Regions from separate parts of the Rattus norvegicus genome. Here region 2 is linked to region 1. The links are chromatin contacts, called in public Hi-C maps. All regions are on one chromosome and are shown on one strand. The core of a region is the stretch at or near the end of the contact, and the rest is flanking DNA. Distances in the headings are between cores, read along the strand shown.

Region 1 (4,658 bases), core at 1,437-3,936:
TTCCTTCTCCTCTTCTCCCTCCTCCTCCCCCTCCTCTTCCTCCTCTTCTTCTTCCCCCTCTTCCTCCTCTTCTCCCTCTTCTTCCTCCTCTTCCTACTCCCCCTCTTCCTTCTCTTTCTCTTCCTCCTCTTCCTCCTCTCCTTCCTCCTCTTCCTCCTCTCCCTCCTCCTCTTTCCCTTCCTCCTCCTCCTCTTTCTCCCCCTCCTCTTCCTCCTCTCCCTCTTCCTCCTCTCCTTCCTCCTCCTCTTCCTCCTCCTCCTCTTCTTTTTAATATAAGGAGCAAGTGGTTAGCTGTCTCAGTTTATGTAAACACATGGCTCAGGTTCCCATTACCCTGTGATCTTTGTCCAGCAGTACTATTTCCCAAAGTCCTTGGCTCTCTGAAGCAGCAACTGGTTGCAGGGCAGTTAAACTTCCTGTGTTTATTCATCAATTTGATTTCACATTACTATTCAATTACTTGATCTCTGAATATTTCCCTTATCTTCTGAGGAATGTGAAGTGCACCTAAAGGCATGTTTAGAAAGTACAGTGAGGCAAGAAGACTAGGAGGTCAGTCTACCCCAGTTACATGAGTTCCTGTTTCAAAAATCCTCCAAAGAATCTGAGGGCTGAGGATACAGATGAGTAGTAGAACCCACAAGGCATGGGCGAGGCTCTGGGTTTGCCTGCACGGCCCCTTACCCATCAAAATGTAAGGTGCTTTACTCTGTGCATGAGTACACTTTATGGCAACAGGGTATGCCAATGTATCTAGGTAAGCTTATTTACATTCCTGTGTACAATCACCCACTCATGTCCCTGTAAGCAATTCAAAGTAAATTCCTTAGGTTACCAACACACATTGGAGTGTGTATATACATGTAAATGTACATACATGAACACATACAGAAGCAAAATGGTCAACTAGTTGGGAAAATGAAGTCAATAGAATGGTAGAGGGAACCAGACAGGGTAATGGGGGTGAATATGATCAAACACATTATATACATGCACAAAAATATCATAATTGGATAAGCAAGATAGCTCACCTGAGCAGGCATGAAGCCCTGAGTTGGACCTACGTGGCAGATGGAAATGGCTCCTACAAGTGGTTTCTCTGACCTCCACACACATGCTGTGGTACACACACACTCATGTACATACATACACAAGATAAATACACATAGTAAGATTATTTTAAGTCATTGAAATTATTAGGTACAACTAATATATGCTAATAAAGTCTCTAAAAATGTATCTGGGGTCAGTGAGAGTGGCCCCAGTTAAATGTACTTGCTGTGCTTACCTGACAGCTTGAGCCTAAAACCCACATGGAGGCAGGAGAGCAGGGCCGTCCTCTACCTCCATGCACATGTCATGACACGCGATTCATCCACTATAAATGTCATATGCACACACAATGACAGGCAACATTAAATGGTTTTTGTCTGTTTTGTTTTGAGACAGGGTCTCACTGTGGAGCCCTGGCTGGCCTGGAACTCTTTGTAAACCAGCCTGGCCTCCAACTTGGGAATCCAGTTGTCTCTGGCTCCCAAAGGTACACGTGTACTACCTTGCCCAGTTTTTATCTTAAGTCATCAAAACTATTAGGTACAACTAGTATATGCTAATAACGGTTCTAAAGACGTCATCTTTATTTGCTGTGTGTGATTTTTGCCTCATCTGCCGCACTGCTAGAAGAAGTACTGAGCTTTGGGAAGGACAAGATGGGTTCTTGGTGTCAAAAGAAAGACTGACTTCCCTGGCTTTTATAGGATAGTTTTTCTTTTTTGATACTAAAACAAGCTTCATCTTTACCATTAGGAACAACATCAACCTAAAAGTTCACAAATGAACACTTTTTATGGCTGTTACTTCAAAGGAAATCAAGATATTTCACCCAACTAGACATATCAGTCAATTTAATGATGACTTTCTATGGATCAAAAAAAAAAAATTAGATGCTTTGAGATGCAAGATCTCTTCAAGTTCATGGTCTGTTTGTGTCTAGTTTTAAAATCTCTTGTAAAATTGTTTACTTTCTACAAACCAAATATTTACCAGATATTTACAGTGTGTGTGTATACACACAACACACTTTTGGGTTTTTAGATTACACAAAATTAATTAAGTCCCAATTTTGGTTCAAGTTGAGTCTGTAATCCAGACAAGAGTTAGCACACTAAAACACAAGTCTGAAGGCAAAGAAAATGAATTGTCATAAAAAAGTTAAGATGTTCAAAATTCAAGAAGGTGAACTGTCATGCTGGGTTATACAATTAAAACCTTGATTAAAAATACCAGATTAATGTGAGCATTAAAAGTGACATTGTATTGCAGTGTGCTGGCAGGGTCTGACATGGGCAGCGGAGGACACTCAAGGTGAAGTAGACTGGTTACCTCTTCTAGCATACAGGCCTGGGCTCAATCTCCAGCAATGCACTAAAAAACTAGGTCTGGTGGTGGCTCATGAAGCACATGGGAGGTGGAAACAGAATCACAAGTTCAAGGTCATTCTCTGCTACAAAATGGCTTAAGAGGTCAGCTACGTGAGATCTTGTCTCAAGAAACAGAATAGCATGGAAGAGGGGCTAGAAAATCTGCCTTTTCCTGAATAGATTCCTGGCTGGGCAGGCTCAACGGAGCCTTTTCTCTGGCAACAAGCGCAGCTCCACTGACGAGCACACCCGTCCTCCTGCTGGTTTGGCTGCACGTAAGTTGCCCACCCTTAGAGTCCTTTAACACACACAGTGCAAGTCATTCTTCCAGGCATTTCATCAAGGCTGATGGCTTGCAGAAACAGTCACCAACTAACAGATGCACAAGTGGAAAGGGAATCCAAAGGAAGGAGAAAAGAAACCAGAACAGAGCTGGAGCAGGGAAAAGAGTGAGGCAGGCAGGAAGACACAGGAGAGAGTGGAACACCTCAACCGCTACGCTTGTCAGTCACACGATTATAACACGTATTTACACTTAAGCTTTGTTTTTCAGAGTGTTTGGCCATGTAAGGTGTGGAAGTATTAACAACGTTAATTATGTTTTACAATTAGTAATGTAGATTAGAAACAAAGCCTTTGATGCCTGCTACTCTAATGATGGAGTACCAACATCTGAGAAATGTAACTGTGTATTAGCATAACCACATATGAAAGTACACAGAACCATTTCCAGTTACCTTGTCACTGAATGATTAAATATGAATTCATAATTAGAAAAACCCACATGTAATTTACTGGCTCCTCTGACTGTTCTGGTTCATTAGCAGTTGATTACTAAACAGTGCCCTCTAGTGGCCCATAACGTTCTAATGCTGTCTGACTTCTCAAAAGAGCAAGATACGAAGAACGTGCTTACCCTAAATAAGGCAATTACCTTTTCCTGTAAGGGGAAATACTCCGCTTTCCTGCTTAAAATACATTCTTTATAAAGTCCTCCCAAAACCTATGGTTTCTGCCCACGTGACGCACATTACTTAGTAAATTATAAATGAGTACCTGTCTGAGACCTTGGGCTGAATGCTTAAGATAGTTATTAAAACATCACAACTGACTGAATTCTTTACTCCAACCAAAAAGTAAAGCAACATTAATAGAACTGTCCCAGTACTATCTATTCACTGTGCACACACACAAACATGCTAAAAGCACACTTTAAAATTCAAAGATACCAGAAATGTCTGATTCACTGCATTCTGAACTGCTATTTACCTCACAAGGCTGATTAAGCATATCTAGAAGACCGAGGTCACAGCTCAGTGTTAGAGCAAATGCACAAAACACTTGACCCTGGGTTTAATCCCAGGATTTAAAAAAAAAATCCATCTAAGAAGTTCTGATACAAGGATCTTGTTTAAGATGTCTGTCTGTCACACGTGTAAGCTTTCCATCTCTCCCCTCTGCCCCATCCCTCTTAGAGTGAACACACACCTTTAAAGGGTTCTTATGCTCAAGTCAATAGTTTAAGTAAAAATACAATTTACATATCTGTGAATATACTGGCTTTTATTCCCGGCAACCCAAGTACATCCATTCATTAGGACGAGGTTTCAAAAGGCTACGGACAAGAAGAGACGATTTGGGCTCGGATACAAAAGGTGTGATATACTCTTCTGTTTGCTCACATCAGTCAAGCTCTTGATTATGGTTCTCTAAAATCATGGCAAGCATCCCTTAATATGTGACTCAGCCTCTAATTATTCTAAGGTGCAAACAAAAGAGACATGCATATCCCCTTACACACCCTGCTGCAGAACACATGGGTGAGCGCCAGTGGTTTTCCCTGATAATTTAATGTAATAACTGAATCACCATTTTAATGCTATTATCAACAGTTCATGACCCACAAGCAAGAAATGTCAGCCTGATTAATCTAAACACTGATGACCTTAAAAAAAGAAAAAAACCCTACCTTCCTCCTCACAGCAGAATATCATAAACATCGGCTGTTCCTGAGTATGAAGATCTGCCAGCAAGACTGTTAGACTGAGACAGTACCTCAGAGCTAAGGAGCTCTTTAACAGAGTGTACATACATGGTTTGAAAAGAACTGGTGACATTAGTTAAGTAGGATTTTTTACAACTAAAAGAAACACACGTTCTCTAACTTCATCATATCATTTAAAGTATCAACTTTCTTAGTATGTATGTTTGTATTACAGTAAGATGCCATTTGACTAT
Region 2 (4,770 bases), core at 596-3,095, 270 kb after region 1:
TCTCACTGGTGCAGGCCTTAAAATTACATTTAGCAGAATTACAATTTTTGAACATGGGGGCATATTTCAGATCTGGGAGTTATGAATGGGAACGGAAGTTGGACATTTTAGGGAGCTAATTTCAGTGAGGAATAAAAAACATAAGTTCTCTCATTCTCTAGTTGGTGATGATTAAAAAAATGAACAGTGATGCAATTTCTTCAAAAGTAGGTGGAAAAGTAAGCCTGGCAATCATGTTTCGAGCACTTGAGTGGCACATTGTCGTGCATAGAGGGTGCTCCATGAAACAACAGCTTTCTAGTAGATAAAGTGTTGCCACAGAGCTGGGCTGCAGGCTCAGGGCACAGGCATGGTGAGGCTACAGCTGGAACGAACAACCAAGGAAGATCAGGGTGACGGGCTGTCCAACTGTATCTATGTTGATACTGTTGACTGACTCAAGCAGAAGCAACTTGAAATAGCTCAACTGCTATACTGCTATTAGGGAAGAGGTACAGAGGAGAATTTGCGCCTTGTTCCTATAGGTGATTGATTGCTAAATGACTATGGAGGCTGTCCTACCCCACCCTCTGTAACTGTGTGCACCTCAGAATCCTCAACTGCTGCTCACACAGTCCGAGCAAGAGGACAACTCACAGGTGTGACTGAAAGCCTGAAAAGAAGTCCCATTGTGCTGGAGGAATGGCAAATGCCCCTGTCCTCCACCCGGGACTCACCAAGCTTGTACTATACATTACACTCAATGTTTTAGAGTGCTGGGACCTCAGCTTGATTTTGAGATTTCAGCCTCACTTGGTAACTGATGCCTCTTGGGGCACAAAATTATGAACGTCGTTAAAACTTCATCAAGTAATAATGTCATTGTGACTGTTAACATAAATAACGGCAGTAAATAAGTACACAGTGATAGATCTGTCTGTGTTCTATCCAGAGAACTGAAGGCTAGCTCTGATGTGGGAAGTCAGGACACTATTCCCATTGCTAACTGCCACTCGACTTCACACAGGTGGGTCCTCTGATGTAAGGTTAGCACATTCCTAGCTGAACAAGAGAAACAGAGCAGCTTCAAACAGGACTCATTCACACAGGGTGAGGTCCAGATGATCAGTATGTTTTTGCCTTCTGTTTTTCTTCCTGACAATAGAAGGGAAAACTGTTCTTGTGAAAATTAATTGAATTTTATTCAGAGGGGAAAAAGAGGTGCATGTGAACAGACAAAAGGCCCCTCTGGCAGGAAGAAGTCCTTGTCAGCCTCAGTGGCACACACAGCTGTTTTGTCTGACAAATGTCTCCTCACCTTTCCACAAACAACAAAGGTATCGCCTGCTAAGATATACTGCCATAATACGATGGCTGGGAAAATATATGGTGTAATACAGAGCAGTCTAAATACCTGTAAGTGGAAAAAGACATAAACAACCATTTTAATTACTTTCCTCATGTAAAACGCAGCTGTAGTAATGTTGGCAGGTCTCACCTGCCCTGTTTTAAATCTGTGACATGAAATCATGCCACTTAATTAAGTCTTAATGCATAAAAATATTTTTATTTACTTTTTATGGAATATCAGCATTTAAAGCTTTCTATTTATGTAAGTGCTTTATAAATTACTTGAAATACTTAAAAAACAAAAAAAACCTGACTACTCCTAATCCACAGTTCTAAGCGCCAGTTTCAATTTCATTAATTAAAAGCCCTTCGGTGGACTCCTGCTGCTGTGTGAACTAGCTCCAGGCTATGAAAGTAATGAGTCCGGACAGAGTCCTCTGATCTACACTAGTGCAAAGCGCAGCGAAAGGCCTTGCCCACAATTCCCAGCCTGTTTACCAGACTGCAAGCAGTGTGACTGCTGGAAGCATTAAGAAGCTTTAGGCTTCCCCCTTCCCCCTTCGACAGTTTCCCAGTTCCTTATTTCTGGAAGGACTGGCTCAGAAAATACGGTATTCTAGCGCCCTCTGCAGGTCACAAGCCTGGCAGCCTCTTGCCAGCGTGGCTTTTCATTCAATAGCAGTGGAGGGGAAGATGATCAAAACTGAGTCAGACCTCACTGGAAGGCTATTTCCTAAGGGCAGCCAGACACTGGTTATCCACCACCCCCCCCCCCCAATCTTAGGAAAAACTCCTTTATTGGCTTGTTCAGGACGCAAATTTCTGTCTTCAACTGATTGTTTTCATTGTCAACATCCTAACTGTTCTTAAGGTCTGGAAGAATACAGGCTCTGAGTGATCACTCAGAAATTATCACTCATACCGCCCGGCTTAGGAGGGCAGGTTAGGGAGAAGAAGAAAGAGAAATCAACTGTGAGGGCGCATTTGAGACTTCCTCAGCTGAGTTCTCATTCTAATGAAGTGACAATTTAGGAAAATATAGGGAATTTCTAAAGTGTTTTAGGGAACTTAGCATGAATCTTTACAGGGCGTTTTATATTGATTTAAAACATTTTAGATGGAATTGATATAAAATATTGCCAAAAGAAAGCTACTTGAAAAGATAAAAATGGCGCTGGGGCTGGAGGGATGTCTTTGGGTTTGAGAGAATTCACTGCTCTCGAGGAGGACCTGAGTTCACAACTGCCTGTAACTCCAGCTCCAGGGGATCTGAAGCCTTCTGGATTCTGAGGCACCAGCACACATCTGCCACAACACTCACCTATATACACGCACATAAATCAGAAGAACCCCCTTTAAAGAGATAAAAATGAGGAAGCATCTAGAGACAAGGAAACGGAAGAAGGCCTAGGTTCTGTTGGAGCAATGGACATTCCCCAGGCCACACTGTGGGGGAGTCTGCTTGCTTCTCAGCAAACAATCAATAACCTTTTTGTTTATTTTCTTATTCCAGCTCTTGCTGTAACTATAGCCCAGGTGGTCTTGAACTAAAGGCCTTCCAGACTGCTGGGATTACAGGTGGGTGCCACCACGGCTAGTCTGAGAACCTCTCTGAAGACATGTCTTTCAAAATATTTTTAAGTCAGCACAAGTATTAAAAGGAACTGAGTTATTTTTCTTAACAGCTAAGAGCATTGATTTTTTTTTCCTTTCAGTACTGGGGACTGAACTTTAGGCCTCAGGCACACTAAGAAAGCACTCTGTCAATGAGCCAAAAGCATTCACTTGCAAGGTGGAGCATTAGCCCAAATATTCCCTTTAGTAAAGTTATACAGTGTAGGGCCATTTATAAATCTCTTGAATCATGAAAAAACCCATACTTTTGCCAACTCACAGAGGTGGGTAGACATCTCACAGGGTTTCTTACCCAGGCAGTCCACAATGAGACCGAAGAAGTCTGTGTTGAACTATCCTTTCATGGTGTTGTGGTCATTTAACAGACTTTCTTGAGAGACTACAGGGATACCAAGGAGGCAGGGGTCTGAGGGCAAGGTTGCAGTTTTACTGGGATCCTGGGGACTGGCAACAATTTCACCCAGAGGATTCTCCGTGTGATAGACAAGATCAGTATGTCTTCAGGAGAATGGATTGGAGATTTTGGTTCTAATAAAATGATGCTTCCAAATGAAATCCCAAAATGAAAATGTCGAGCCTCCAGATTTGTTAAATTCAGGAGCAAGGGCTCTCAGCAGGACCTGTCAACAGCCCTGGTTAGAAGGGGACAGCTGCTGGCTGTGGTGTGCTCAGCATACCCATGCCAGTCATCCCAAGTCAGCCCCATGCTGTCTGTTCAGGCTGGAATCTGGCTGCCAGACTAGGCCCTAGCTCAGCTTATCTCCCACTGGGAGGCTGAGGCTGCCAGGAAGGAATGGCGGCTTCCCAGCACATGTGGGCTGCTGAGGAATGGCAACACAGCTCAGGCTTGGCGCCACTGCCGCCACATTTATGATCCTCCCCCACTGCTGCCTGCTGCCCCTCAATGCTTGCTGGCAGCCTGGGCAGGGGACAGGTGATGAGGATTAAGCCTAGTATATGTGCATATCCTCAGCTCGGGGAAGGAAGTTAATGCCACAGTCACAGGATTCAGTGGCTAGGGTTCGACAGTGAAAACCCTGCACCAGTTTTCAGCACTGAGATCAAGGAAGGTATAAAAGGTAACGTGTCTGGCAGGGATGGGCAAGTCCCTGGTCAATGGAAGAAGCAGAAAGAAATGGATCATTTTGGGGAGAAGTGTCATCCAAAATTCACTTACAAGTCACCAATGGTCACAGTAAACTATTTTTGCCTCCTTTTTGCTGGGTGGGGTGGACAGTAGTGGGGCTGACCACCACTCTCACCTCTTCAGAAAGGCTCTGTTGTGGCAGGATAGGCCTTGGGCCGCACTCTGCCCACATGTCTGCAGCCAACTTCAGACCTTGTGTGTCAGGCAAGTATTTCAGAAATGCCATAGACACTTTCTCTTTATATCAAGAACATAGCTAGAGACAGTTTTAGACTCGCACAGAAGTTTAGGAGAACAGGATTTGCTCCCAGGCACACATGTTCATTTGCCCAGACTACCTTCCTTCAGGAGGGCAGGAAAGGGGTGCTTTCAAATGAGTATTTAGACAGCCATGTCATGCTGTCACTGAAGCAGGCAAGAAGGCAGTTAATGCTCTTTCACTTCACTGTCATCCCAAGGTATCTTAAAAACACGGCACCATTCAAAGCTTCTCATTTCCATGAATTCAATAATGTAGTGGCTACACTTCTGGGCCAACCTCTGCAAACTGCTGCATTGGTGCCCACTTCCCACAGCAGCGATGAGCTCCCCTCTAAGCATAACCTCAGAATTGCCTAGGTCAGAAACAACATCATCCCTTGGGACGGCGGCTAACTACA

The links. A called contact is a pair of places that touch in the nucleus more often than the background predicts.
Region 2: a Hi-C map of hepatocytes shows a contact between it and region 1, with 1.6 times the contacts expected there. The contact joins two enhancer-like sites. A contact is called at or near these places in 7 of 12 Hi-C or Micro-C datasets (the A7r5 cell line, the Rat2 cell line, Schwann cells and 4 more).

The regions. Positions count from the first base shown.
Region 1 is chr4:83,010,460-83,015,117 of GRCr8, forward strand. The region is part of intron 4 of Hibadh (3-hydroxyisobutyrate dehydrogenase); the gene reads right to left. LOC120102279 (a long non-coding RNA gene) reads right to left here. Exons shown (of 2, transcript XR_005503585.2): 2 at 1-4,658. Among named protein-coding and RNA genes, the nearest start is that of Hibadh, 65 kb to the right of the region's middle. Within about 2 kb of position 2,687, at least 2 of the 93 cell types and tissues checked have an H3K27ac peak or open chromatin away from gene starts, as enhancers often do.
Region 2 is chr4:83,282,491-83,287,260 of GRCr8, forward strand. The region is part of intron 2 of Jazf1 (JAZF zinc finger 1); the gene reads right to left. Among named protein-coding and RNA genes, the nearest start is that of Tax1bp1, 130 kb to the left of the region's middle. Within about 2 kb of position 1,846, at least 10 of the 93 cell types and tissues checked have an H3K27ac peak or open chromatin away from gene starts, as enhancers often do.